Linked DNA regions of Zea mays: region 1 is linked to region 2. The links are chromatin contacts, called in public Hi-C maps. All regions are on one chromosome and are shown on one strand. Each heading gives the region's core, a stretch centred on a gene start, on an enhancer-like site or on the middle of the called end of the contact. The rest is flanking DNA. Distances are from core to core; before and after follow the strand shown. Region 1 holds the start of LOC100193823 (non-green plastid inner envelope membrane protein). Region 2 holds the start of LOC100274594 (putative LRR receptor-like serine/threonine-protein kinase IRK).

Evidence for each region. Hi-C and Micro-C count contacts between places; a contact is called where the count stands out from the background.
Region 1: a contact with region 2 is called in a Hi-C map of leaf, with 3 times the contacts expected there. The contact joins the promoter of LOC100193823 here to the promoter of LOC100274594 in region 2. A contact is called at or near these places in 5 of 25 Hi-C or Micro-C datasets (ear, endosperm, leaf and 1 more).

The regions. Positions count from the first base shown.
Region 1 is chr3:189,967,031-189,973,959 of Zm-B73-REFERENCE-NAM-5.0, forward strand. LOC100193823 (non-green plastid inner envelope membrane protein) reads left to right here and starts at 1,594. Exons shown (of 7, transcript NM_001138905.1): 1 at 1,594-2,030; 2 at 2,390-2,780; 3 at 3,317-3,487; 4 at 4,679-4,725; 5 at 4,807-4,844; 6 at 5,666-5,752; 7 at 5,844-6,136. The coding sequence starts at 1,782. The coding sequence ends at 5,750.
Region 2 is chr3:189,818,112-189,825,020 of Zm-B73-REFERENCE-NAM-5.0, forward strand. LOC100274594 (putative LRR receptor-like serine/threonine-protein kinase IRK) reads left to right here and starts at 4,642. Exons shown (of 2, transcript NM_001148947.3): 1 at 4,642-6,156; 2 at 6,606-6,909. The coding sequence starts at 4,775.

The DNA of each region.
Region 1 (6,929 bases), core at 344-2,843, 150 kb after region 2:
CATGGTCAGGACGAAGCCTGAGCGAGACGAAAGGTGATTATGACGAAGGACAAGCTAATCACGAAGTTGTACGCAAGGGAGCTTCGGCATGATGGCAGAAAAAAGGAAACCGACTTAAAGAGGAAAAGACTATCTAGACCCAGATAAATTACTATAGAGTTGTTGTCATAGGCAAAGGACCTGGATGTAATTTTGCATGGACTGCGACCCGTGCCTATAAATAGGTGAACAGTATTCCGGTACTGTTCACGCGGACTGGGCATTCACTTTTGCATCACGCTTGTACCCTTACTTTCGTTCGAGCCGAAGGTACATTCATAATTTGCTATGGTTGATACAATAATGAAAATAAAAATAAGTTAATAGTAATGTTTAAAGTGTTTATGTTATTTTTCATATCTTGCATATGAATTCATCTTTGTCATTTATTACACTTATGAAGGTTTATCCTTCATAACCTTCGTCCGGGACTCATTATATCCAAAAGGAGATAATGCTTCGAAGGACGAAGGACTCTAACATTTAACATTTTTTCACGTTGCCTTGTTCTTAACTCTTAGCATTTGAAAACAAGTCTCCAACAGTTTCCAAACTAGCCCTAAAAATAAAAAAATTACCTGTCCCGCTAGTCGAGACCCAATCTATACTATTTATTTTTATAAAATATGATATACAATCAAAGGTAAAAAGAAAATGCTATAAAGAAAATTTTGATATGATCTTCAACTAGAAAAATATATAACCATAAAATTATGAGCTTAGTTTTTTTTTATGAAGAGTTATCTTATTATTATTATTATTATTATTATTTGTTGAATAAAACACACTACAAGCTAGTTGTACCAGTGTTGGAGCTGTCCTAATGTGCATTTTTTTGTTCTAATCGCTTGTTTACTCTCTCGCGTCCTCGGGTGGGCACCGCAGCACGCTCGTGTGCGCCATGCCACAATCTGCTAGCAGGGTCCACGTGAAAATCAACGAAAATCACACAAAAATACGAGCAGAAAAGGGCGGTACTCACATTACAATTACATGTTTAGGATGTGTTTGGCATAAGTATGCTCTACTTCAGAGCAGTTCGATTTCAAAACTCTAGGTGGAGCAGTTTTGTCTTAAAGTTTAGATTGATTCCTCATAAACAATAACTCCAAATTCCATATCTAAGTTGTTTTTTAGAGATTTCAGAGTACCAAAAGAATTATCCAAAAATTAGTAGTATAGCTATGAAAACTCTATAAAGTTTATAATTTGAGAGTTTAAATGTTTGACAAGCTTTGACTAGCTCCTTCTTGTAGTTTTCTCTATAACCATACCAAACACGACTTAACAAAGAGCAGAGCAGAATCCAGAATAGGTTTGCGCCCGGAGCAGATTAAAAATGATCCTGTAAACCCGAGGTCGACCAGCACATGATACATTCCCTCAGCGAAATACCGGACTCCAAAACCTGCTGAAAAAGGGTAGCCGCTGCCGATAGGAGTGCAACAGCCAACAGATCCCTCCCAAAAGCACCGCCATAGCCGAGCCCCCACGCAACAAACCACCCGCTCACACAGACCGCCCCACCAAAACTGGCCAAAAGCCCCCCAAAGAGACCCCACAAAACTCCCCGTTATCCCCCACCCGGACAATCTTCCTTCAGGCTTCAGCTGTCCGCCCGCGGCCCACCCCTCCGCCGTCTCCACCATTCCGCCGTTCCCACCACGCCACTCGCCAGTTCGGCACTCCCTCCTGTCTCCCCCCCTTGCCGAGACGGCGCGGACGCCCCGTCGCCCACCCCGATGGCTGCCACTCTCCTCCACGCCGCCACCGCCTCGCTCCAGAGCTCCTCCCAGCCCGCACGCGCGGGCGCCGCCACCGCCTTTCACCCCCTCGCGTCCACCCCATCCATACGCCTCGCGCGCTCCTCGTTCTCGTCCAATCGCCGCCTCGAGGTTTCACTCCGGGCGGTTTCGGCCGGTCACTGTTTCGCGGGGAGGGGAGCACCCCGGGGCCGCCGCGTCGTCGCCGCCCTAGCAGGGGAGCAAACTGTGAGTCAACCCTCTCTCCGAGATCCCTGCGTCTCTCGCCGTTTCCGGCGACGAGATTCTCCTCTCCTCAGGCGTGTGTTTTTTTTTGTTTGTTTCTCCCTAAGTCATTTTTCGTAGCTTCACCTTCCCCTTTTCTCTACGCTGCCACAAAAATTCCGGCAATAAAATGTTGATTCAGGTGCTTCGTTTCACTTTCCTGAATGTAATGGGTGTAGAGTGTAGCCTATCTGTCGTATGGCGATGCTGATTGCGATTACTGGGCTCCTCGCGATGTTTCGTTCACTTTGTTATGGTAAATTTCATGATTCAGTCGCTGAACGCTGGCGCTTAAATTATCTATATCCTGGTGCTGGATTCAGGAGGGTTCAGAGGTGGGCGATGACAAGGATAACAGCAACGAGGAGATAAAGCCCGAGGAGGCTCAGGAAGCTTGGAAGGTAATGCTGGAGCAGTTCAAGGCTGAGGCCCTGCGGATGCAGGCCCTGTCAATGCAGGCATATGATGTCTACTCCAAGAGGGCGAGGGAGGTCTTGCTGGAAGCCTCTGAGAAGCTGAAGATACAGGCAGACAAAGCACAAAAGGACCTCAGCGTGATCGCTACCGAGGTTAGTCAGGAGGGACAGGAATATCTGGTGATGGCAGCTCGGAACTCCCCAGACTCGATCAAGGATATTACAACAACGTTCAGGGCTCTTGGGAGATTGAATTGGCCATCAGAGTATGAGGATTATCATGTTGGCATTCCGTTTGGTATGTCAATGTTCTACACTGGTGAAATTTTCAGTGCAATTTAATTTCGTTACCTTGGGTTGAGAAGAGTAAAGTGCATCAGCAGTCATGAATTATTTCGTTGTATCATCTAGACCCATGTACTATTCTAAGTCACAAGAACCTCCATTAACTATCTAAAGTGTGTCATATAGGTCCATGTACTATTCAAGGTTACAGGAACCCATTAACTTTTTAGGGTGTGTCATCTAGGTCCATGCACAACTGACATGGCGTTCCACCTCAGTCCAACCGGTGACGTGGCCTTGAATAGTACATGGACCTAGATGACACACCTGAAATAGTTAATGGGGTTTCCTGTGACCTTTAATAGTACATGGATCTAGATGACATACTTTAAATAGGTAATAGGGGTTCCTGTGACATTGAATAGTACATGGATCTAGATGACACACCCGAAAACTAGACCATGTGATGTTTTGTACCGTCAATTAGCTGTTGATATAATTTCATGCTGACTGGAAGGGTTAAAGTTATTCTTGCATCACCTTTTGTAGGTACCTTTCTTACAGTAGGGGGTTTCCTCAACTTCATGTTGACTGGAAGTACCTCTGCTCTTCGTTTTGGTATTGTTCTTGGCCTTGCACTGTTGACTCTAGGTATCTCAAGTTTGAGATCACATAGAGAAGGCGACCGTCGGCCTCGTCTTTTGGTGAAAGGGCAAGCTGGTTAGTTCATTTTGATTCATCATCCTTGCCTTGCTTTAACATATATGTTCTTTTCATTATTTAAGAACCTTTGTTGAGCATACTTGTGGCCTCGAACTTGTGTTGTGTATGGTACTATGCTTGTTTGACATACTTGTAAGATTCATAGGATTAAAATAAACATGATATGGTATATAGAAGTCAAAATAGAAGGATTATCAGTGAGTATCAAATCCAGAAGGTTACTTTCCACAATACTATTTGTTCTGTAAAGTTTTTTCTTGCTTCTTTATAGACTTGATTGTTCTTTTCAAGAAGTTTTGTGTTATACTTGTGCACTAACAGTGTTCCTTTGATAATCAAGTCTTAATGTGTCTTCCTAAGTTCTTGTGCTGTTAGTGCAAGTTCCAAATCCACTGATTTTGGCAGGCATTTATATGTGACATTTACTGTTCCATTATGCATAATGATCAGATTTCTCGTAACTTGGATAAAGTAAAATCACTGGCTGCTTGTAGTCATGAGTTGTTCATATAGCCGCAGCACAGAAATAAATTTTCATTTATCAAATTACAGAAGTTGTATATGGTAATTTCTATAAGGTTTCCTGTCCAAGTTGGGTTTATGAATTGCTCTTGTTCTTTATCCAAAGTTGTCCTAAAATTCCTCGATCCTTAGTATTTTGGTTTGGACCAGATTAAAGTTTATGCTACCACAATAAGTCCAGCATGTTCTGTCGTTTTCCCCCATTGCATTATAGAAGACATTTGAACATGTTGGGTTTATTGGATGAGACTGAGTGTCATGATACAAAATTATTGGTCAGGTCTCGGTACATAACATCTAGGCTTTTACTATTAAATTTCATAATCTGCCTGCTAAGTGAAGGACAGGCCCGGCACAGTGGTGAGAAGCCTTCCCACTGAGCCAAAGGTCCTCGGTTTGACGCAGTCTCTCTGCAAAAACAGCGTTAAGGCTTGCCTTGGTTATTCTTTCCTCAGACCCCACTCATGTGGGAGCCGCCAGCACTGGGTCTGTCTTAAATCTAACTGCTAAGTTTTATGATGGCTTACACTTATAAGCAATGCTTGATTCATTACATACTTATTATCATCTTGGGAGTACAGACTTGTTTACATTTATATCTGAAAGTCATGACATTGTAAGGGTTTAAATAGTTATTTCATGAGGTGTTTCACTTGTTGCATGCAGCAATAGCTCTTGTCATCTTCTTCAGGGAGTTTTCAGTTCTACTCCAGGTAAACTTTGTAGCAGTAACATAAACTATAAAATTTATTATGTACAAAATTTAATTTGGTCCATCTCTTTCCACCCTGTAGAATGGTTGGTTCCCAAAAATCTTCATTGTTCTTCTCAGGTTAGTACATGTCTGACCTTTTAAATTGCATTTATTATTCTCATTCTGCACCCAAAGAAACATGCAGTGATTTGTGATGATATTACATGGGCTCATCACACGTTTATGTGCCTGAACGGCTGAACCTGTGCTTGTGTTGCCAGCATAACTCACAAAAACATGTTTTTGTGCTTCTTAGTTTTTGTGACTAGAAGGCTGCAGTTCAGTGTACAACTGTACATGACTTTCTTTTGATGGATGTAATATTTTCATATTCTTTTGCATTTCAACTTTACTGTGATTTTCTGTTGCATCGCCTCTCAGTATAAAGCTGCTGAACTGTAATCCTTCCAAAACCATACTATTACCGATCTGTTTGATCCAGCAATGTTATGTCTCCGTATTCCCTGTCATGGTGCACTTATTAAAACTGCAGCCCACTTTTACTTCTACACCTGGAGAATATGACTAAGAATCTGGTGTTTACTTGATTCTTTACTTGTAGATACCTTTTTCTTTACATGCAGCCCACAAACTTCCCTGCTAGACATCCAGCTGGCATTCTGTATTTGTATATACCTTGATCGACCAAAAACGTGTGATATTTCTTCTAAGCAATTGGTGCATATGATAGGCTGTTTAAAGCTTATCATAGCTAATCATATATTACTGTTCATCGATTTAACCATCTTGTAGCTTAACTTGAACACTAAAGTTCAAATCCCTCATCTTTCAGTGCTTAAGCTTTTTTTATGTCTTGTTTAGCAGTTACAGCCATTTTTGTTTGGTCTCAAAAAAGAATCTCTTGTTGTGTATGAGGCTAATTCTCAATTGTGCTGCAGTGGAGTGGTGGCAGCATTTTACTTCTATCGCATTGCAACTGGTAACCCCAAAGATCTGAGCAGCAAGAATGATTCAGCGAATTAATGGTAACCCTTACATAATATTGGTTTTATACTTTTATGTGCTTTCCTATGTGCATCGCACAAACAGGTAATAGGATTATTACATGATCAACAGCTTAAATCGTATCTCATGCAGCACTGGGACGAGTCAGATGGTCAGTGGGACGTAGACCCAGAAGATTATGGTCTCTTCCTTTCCATTTTCTTCATCGGCCTTCAATTGAGGCAAAGCTCGGTCCTAGCGTCTAAGATGTCTGCGTGATGATACATGGATTCAAAAGAATTGTTTGCTTATCTGGCCCACTTCCCGCACTCCTTTGTTCCTTTACTCGTGTAATATACTCCGATGTCAGGCCCGCTTAAACAACAGTAATAAACGACCTTCGAAGGTCATGTAGTTATCAGTTCAGTTTGTCTGGTGTTTATTGCATGGGGATAGAAGTGATTAAGTGAAGCGTTCAATGTTTAGTGAAATGGCTGAAAACAATCAGGGTTAGTATTATGTACCTTCTCGTTTGCTCGTAAACAAACAGATGATAAGTTGTAAAGGGTACCTGCAGTGGTACGATCTAGTTGTTTCCTCTAACTCTAAGTTAACCTCTTCGATGGCACAAACTTTTAGCCCATACGGCCATACCAGGCCATATGCTACATTTGTTCTTAAATATTGGTCGCTCGCTAGTTAGTTAATTTTTTACTAAAACTCAACAAACAAAAAAGAACGAAGGGATTACCTTGCAATATGAATTGCTGCTCCACGTGATATTCTCGTGTAGTCTTGAAATATAAAATGAATAATATTAAAGTGACATCCTCGTATATAGTCTGGAAATATCTAAATGTACTTGTACTCTTGAAATATCTATATATGAGACAAGCTTTGAATCAAGATATAATCCACCCTCTTCTATTAGATTATGAAATGATATGTTTTGAGTTAGCTCGTAAGTTGTTGTTGGAGCTGCCCTAACAACTGGATCGTGATTCAAATGTTTCTTCGTAATTTGTTAAGGTCGTAAATAAATTTTAGTTGAAAATAAATATAAATAAAGTTTGATCCTAATCTGATCTTTAAATTGTATAATGTACTATTTAGAACTCATTGTCACCCCTAGCTAAGACAGCTTTCAAGCATCATGTTAAGAAGAATACATTCTCACACATGTCAAAAAAAACCTTCAAACTTTTCTCTCACCTAGAG
Region 2 (6,909 bases), core at 3,392-5,891:
CAGCCCTTACAATAGACATATCCCGAAAGTATCTTCCTCTCATGTTCTCAAGATGACTTTGTTTGATGGTTGATTTACCGAAAATCGAATGACTTGGTCTCCAGGGCCGATCCTCAGAATCTTCGCCCCCCACTTTCCACATCATAACTATCACTGTCACCAGTATCTTCAGACATGCCCTCCAGTATTTCCTTAGTAATCTTCTCCGTATTTGTTTTTGTCATAGACTCGATAAATCTAGGAATGTAAGGATTCACAACCTTCTTCTCCTCAAAAAGCTTCTCCTCTTCAGTCAACTTCGTTTCATCAGCAACCTTCTTGTCTCGAGACATTTCTCCTTCAGAAATGACGAAAATGCGTCTTTTTAACCGAAGCTCAGAGAGCTTGAGAAACTAGCAAGTGGCACAAGCAGCGTATCAAATGTGGTTGGTGTGAGTTCTTATTTATACGCTCAACATGCTCTAAATTGGGGGGCCCTGACCGTCATTGACTGTTGCTATTCTAGCAAAGGGAAGATGTTTTTTCGGACCTTCGGCTTAAGGCCTTCGTCCATGTTGTAGTCTGAATTTGTTATCTTAAACAAATTAATACTGCGAGGGGCTACTGTTGGGGGCCTTCGTCCTCCGAAGGTCCTCAAAAGTGTAATTTAACAATATCTTCCAAGTGTGACATATGCACAGGTACCTTCGGACTCGGGTCAAAAGCACATACGATGTGAAAAGCATGATCGTGACGAAGGTTGGAGTTACTCCGAAGCTACGTGCAAGGAAGCTTCGGCTAAATAACGGAAAAAGGAACCGACTTAAAGGGGAAAAAGACTATCTAGTCCTCATAGATTTGTCAACAAGTCAATAGTAAATATAAAGGGCATGAATGTAATTTCTCATAGGCTGCGTCCTGTGCCTATAAATAGATGAACAGTACCCCCGTACTATACACGCTGACTGGTACTCGCTCGCGCGTCATGCTTGTACTTTTTACCTTCTGTCAAGCCGAAGGTACATATGTAATTCAATATTGTCTCTATTTTTTCATGTTAATATAATAAATGATGAATTGATAATGTTATATGAATATTCATGTTGTCTCTTATATTTCATATACTTCTTTTATTAACATATGCTACGATGATGAAGGTATGTCCTTCATGACCTTCGTCTGAAGATCATTATATCTTAAGGGAGATAATACTTCGAAGGACGAAGGGTATTAACATTTAACATTTTGTGTTGCCTTGTTCTTAATTCATAGCATTTGAGAACAAGTCCCCAACAATTTCTATCTATGTTTCCATGGGCTTTATTCAAATCCAACCTTATAGTTATTGAGAAAAGTATTTGTATGTCAATGTAATTTTATTCAGTATTTTATTTTTAATCGTAAATGTACTAATTCTTTCTATGCCATTCGGATGTAATTTCTTATCTTTTTATGGCTGCCAGTGGCATGAAGAGATAATGGCATATATTTTTTACCCTTCTATATCACTAGCGATGATGTAGAATTGTAAAAATTGTATCTAAGTGATATATTTGAGATAAAATTGTAGGATTACAATAATATAGTGGTCGAATTATCGTAATTCAGTTCATGATCTGAGGTGTTTGGATCACCCTTATTCCATTTGATTATTGTAATCTAGTAGTTGGTATAAACACCCTAGGACCCATCTGAATTAATTTGTACTTTGTAAGGGCCTCTTTGGGATTGAAGTAATTTTATGATTTTTAGGCAATACCATAGTTTTTAGTGGTACCATTGTATTTTATAAGAAAAGAAAACACCTTAGCTTGTTCGATTATTAATATTCTATGTGGATTAGAATGTATTGGGTGAAATTGAGATGAATTTTGACTTACTATGTATTTAAATCGACTAAGCACACCTAATCCACATGGATTAATATATAAACGAACAAGCTCTAAGGTGTTTTCTTTTCTTATTTAATAACACTTAAGATATCCTTATCTTTGTTTTCTGTCACAATACAAGCACGGAGAAAGTCTTGAAAGGACTCTTAATGTTGTCACCGCCTAAGATCTCCCTCGTGCAGCCGCCGACCATCCTAGGTCGTACGCCATGGCGCCACCGCACCTCTGTCAACTATCATATTGGACCTGTTTGTTTCGGCTTCTGGCAGCTTCTGGTCACCAAAAGCTGCTGCGGACTGCCAAACGCTCAGCTTTTCAGCCAACTTCTATAAAATTCGTTGGAGTAAAAACCATCCAAAATCAACATAAACACATAATCGGTTGAGTCGTTGTAATAGTAGGAATCCGTCACTTTCTAGATCCTGAGCCATATGAACAATTTTATCTTTCTCCACACGTAATTGTAATGATACTTAGATTCTTTCCACAATCAGATTTTCTCCACAGCCAGATTTTCAAAAAAAAACTGGTCAGAAAAAAGCTGAACCAAACAGGCCCATTGTCTTATGGATGAACTTAATTATTTTGCTTCATGTGTATGAACAAGTTTATTTTGTTTTTTTATGCACAAATTTTACTATTAAATTAGGGTGGGTTGTATGAGATAACTGCTCTATATCTTGGTCTCTTTGAGCCATAGAGTGTTTTTAGATTCGTTCGAAAATTTATTTTTGTTTTTGATCCCAAAATAAATATTTTCTGTTTTAAATTAAAATTTATATAAAAACTTACCTTGGTCACTTCTAATGTCCCTCGTGACTAAAACAGAAGAGGGCGCGAAAAGGGCGGCAAGAAGATTGAGTCTATATAGAATAAGCATAGGGACTCATATACCAAGAATAAAATTATCTTTTAAATTGTAGAAATTAAAAAAATAAAATAGATAAAATAAGGTTAGAATATTATTTTTAAAAATCTTTGCTTATAAGTACTATTGTAAAAATCAAAATATCAATATTAGTAAGAAAATCCACATGCGGCTTGTTCGCTGCGGCTTGCTGCGGCTGCAATCCGGCTGCGGCTGCGGCTTCTACAGTATTTTTCTCTCTATGGATTGCAGCTGCAGCAGTCCAAACAGCTGCAACAGTGTCGGCTTGCAGCCTGCCGAACACGCCCATGATAGGAGAATTATAATAGTAGAACCCTCACAAAAGACACTGACCCAAGTGTTCACATCACAATGCACAAACACGCTAGTTCCTTATGTTCTCCTTATGGCTTATGTTCATTTTTTGACTTAGACTAGTTGGATAGTCTCTAGATATGTTTGTCTAAGTTATGGGAACACTCTCAAGTGCAACCAAATCAAGTTGAAGAAGAATTGGATAAGTTTTCAAGAATTGGGTTGTACTGTGTTGCACCGGACCGATGGTGCACTCGACTGTTTACGTAGAGAGCCCAGAAACTTGACTTCTGGTGATTGATGCATTGGACTGGTCCGGTGACTATCCGGGCCAGTTTTCAGAGAGGGATGAAAAAGGGTTTCTTCGACCTAGTGCACTGGGCCTTCAGAGCAGCAACAACTCTCTTTAGGATCGAACGTCAAATCTAATGTGGCACTGACGTGGAAGGTCTGGTGGTGCATCGAACTATGTTACTGTTCATCTGACCCATCAAAACGGTTGCCTGCTAAGACGGACTGACAAGGTTCGGTGGTGCAATGGACTAACACCGTAGGGGGTCCAATGTACTCGCTGTCAAAACTATTTCCCCACTTTTCTTTAATGACTATGTGGGGGTGGTTGGAGCTATAAATACCCTCATTCAACATTTAAGAAACACTAGAGGTACACCAAACATTAATTTATTGCTTGCAACAACTCCAAGTCATCCAAATCCTCCCAAGTGCCACATTCAATAGAATTGAGCTAGAGAAGTCTTAGTGCCTTGCGGAGTATTTGTTTTGAGTTTGTTGTGATCAGTTCTAGTGTTCTTGAGTTTCTTTCTCCCTCACCCTCACTCTCAATCTTGTAAAAGCTAGCGAGAGACTTTGAGTTTGTGTGGAGATCCTCGCGGAGACTTTGATCTTTTATATTTGAGAAAGGATACTCAAACGGTCTAAGCGATCGTTTGAGATAGGGAAAAGGTTGAAAAAGATATGCCCTTAGTGGACTCCTCAACAGACAACAGGGACGTAGGTTCTTGAGAGTCGAACCTCGGAAAATAAATCACCATGTCTTCCTATTGAGTTTGATTGTGATTTGTTTCTTCTTCTCCCTCTCTCTAAGTTCTCTTGCTTACGCTTGATTCCAAATCAATTTTGTTGCTTCCAAAGTAATTCCGCAATCATAAGAGCAACACTAGCAAAAATCGCCTAACCTAGGTTTGAGCTTTTGTATTTGGTGATAAAATTTATGATACCCCTCATGGGGCTTTCACAAACCTTGGTTTTGGACAGACCAACCAAATTACAACAACGGTGTTTTTTAGAATTTGGAGACCTAAGTAACACAACACGACAAATTCAAAGTCGGCTGATACATTTTACTCTAAATTTTCAGAAATCATATCCTTTCTTTGAGAAAAAAAGATCATATCCATTCAGGCGAAAACTCATGGAAAATGAAAAAAAACATATAATTTTGTCCATTCTATTTGTTCTACTCGAGTACTCGTAAGCCGTAGCACATTAATAGCGCAAGGGGCCTCCTCTCCTACTCGCTTCTCCCCTCTCCCCACTGGTGACTGGCTGACTGCTCCACGCCGCGACCACGCCCACCACCGCGCTGCACTGGCCACTACTCCCCCTTCCCCGCACTGCACTGCACCAGAACTGCCCCGCGCAAATGGAAAGAGCACCGCTGTGATCCCTCCACCCTCCTCGTCCCCCTAGCCGTGTCGCGATGGCCACCGCCGCCGCCGTCTGCCCTCTCCTGCTCCTCGCCGCGCTACTCCTCGCGGTGTCCGCCACCACGAGCGCGCTCACCGACGACGTGCTCGCACTGGTGGTCTTCAAGATGGACATCTCGGACCCGTCGGGCCGCCTCGCGACGTGGACCGAGGACGATGATCGTCCCTGCTCCTGGCCGGCCGTTGGCTGCGACGCGCGCACGGGCCGCGTCACCTCGCTCTCTCTCCCGGCGGCGTCGCTCTCGGGCCGCTTGCCGCACGCGCTGCTCCGCCTCGACGCGCTCCTCTCCCTCGCACTCCCGCGCAACAACCTCTCCGGCCCCGTGCCCCCCAACCTCCTAACCGCGCTCCCGCGGCTCCGCGCCCTCGACCTCTCCTCCAACCGCCTCGCCGCGCCCGTCCCCGCGCAGCTCTTCGCCCAATGCCGTGCCGTCCGCGCCATCTCCCTCGCGCACAACCAGCTCTCGGGCTACATCCCGCCCGCCGTCGCGTCCTGCGCATCGCTCGTGTCCCTCAACCTCTCGTCCAATCGCCTCGCCGGTCCCATCCCGGACGGGCTCTGGTCGCTGCCTTCGCTCCGGTCCCTCGACCTCTCCGGCAACGAGCTCTCCGGGAGTGTGCCCGGTGGATTCCCCCGGACCAGCTCGCTACGGGAGGTGGATTTGAGCCGAAACCTCCTCGCCGGGGAGATACCGGCAGATGTTGGAGAGGCGGCGCTGCTGAAGTCACTGGGTTTGGGGCATAACTTGTTCACTGGCAGCCTTCCGGACTCGCTCCGGAGGCTGGCCGGTCTGCAGTTCCTCGGCGCCGGCGGCAATGCGCTTGCAGGGGAGCTGCCAGCATGGATCGGGGAAATAAGGGCGCTGGAGCGCCTTGATTTATCGGGCAACCGATTTGCCGGCAACATTCCCTACACTATCGCGAACTGCAAGAACCTTGTGGAGATCGACCTAAGCTGCAATGCGCTCACCGGCGATCTTCCCTGGTGGGTGTTCGGCCTACCGCTGCAGCGCGTCTCGGTGGCAGGCAACCAGCTGAATGGGTGGGTGAAGGTGGCCGACGACGCAGCAATGGCGCTTCGTGTGCTGGACCTGTCGTGCAACGCGTTCTCCGGCGAGATCCCGCTGCGGATCACTGCCTTCGCGGGTTTGCAGTCTCTTAACCTGTCCTCGAATTCCTTCTCGGGGCAGCTGCCGGCCGGCATTGGTGGATTGAGGCTCCTCGAGGTTCTGGACGTGAGCGCTAACCGACTTGAAGGAACCGTGCCGCCGGAGATCGGCGGTGCGGTGGCGCTCCGGGACCTGAGGATGGGAAGGAATTCGCTTACGGGACGCATCCCGGCACAGATTGGGAACTGCAGCTCCCTCGTTGCACTGTAAGTAATACGGTAAATTATTTCCCATAAAAAAAGGTTTCTACTCATATTCTGGAATGAAAATTGACGTCATTGGGATTGCTTGTGAGTGAAGTTGACTAGGTCTATTTGTTTTTGCTTTCATGACTGCTTTGCTTTGCTGGGTTTCGGTTTCCTAGGTTGCAGAGACGTTGTAGACAGTGTTGTAGGACAGTGATGTCGTATTTTCTGTTTGGGACCCCAAACCGAAAACTATGGGTCTGTGTTTGTTCCTGCCTGTACTCCTTTTCTTTTCCTCGATACACCCAAAACTGAAGTCAAATGTCTACATCAGCATGATTTGGAACACTCGTTCTCAAACTAGATAACTGTTCAGATCAATTAAAAGCTCAATGTACTGTACATTTAGTTAGTATGATCCACCTCAGAAATCGTTATGACTGATACAAAGTTGTGCTCTTCCAATGCAGGGATTTCTCACACAATAACCTGACGTGGCCGATTCCTAGCACCATGGGAAACCTGACCAGCCTCCAAGTGGTCAATCTATCTCAGAACAAGCTGAACGGGACCCTACCAGTGGAGCTATCCAATCTGCCTAGCCTCCACATCTTTGACGTCTCCCACAACATGCTGACAGGGGATCTGCCACACAGCCGCTTCTTCAACAACATCCCCGAGTCCTTCCTCGTGGACAATTCTGGTCTGTGTAGCTCACGGAAGAATGATTCGTGCAGCGCAGTTATGCCAAAGCCTATTGTGCTCAACCCAAAC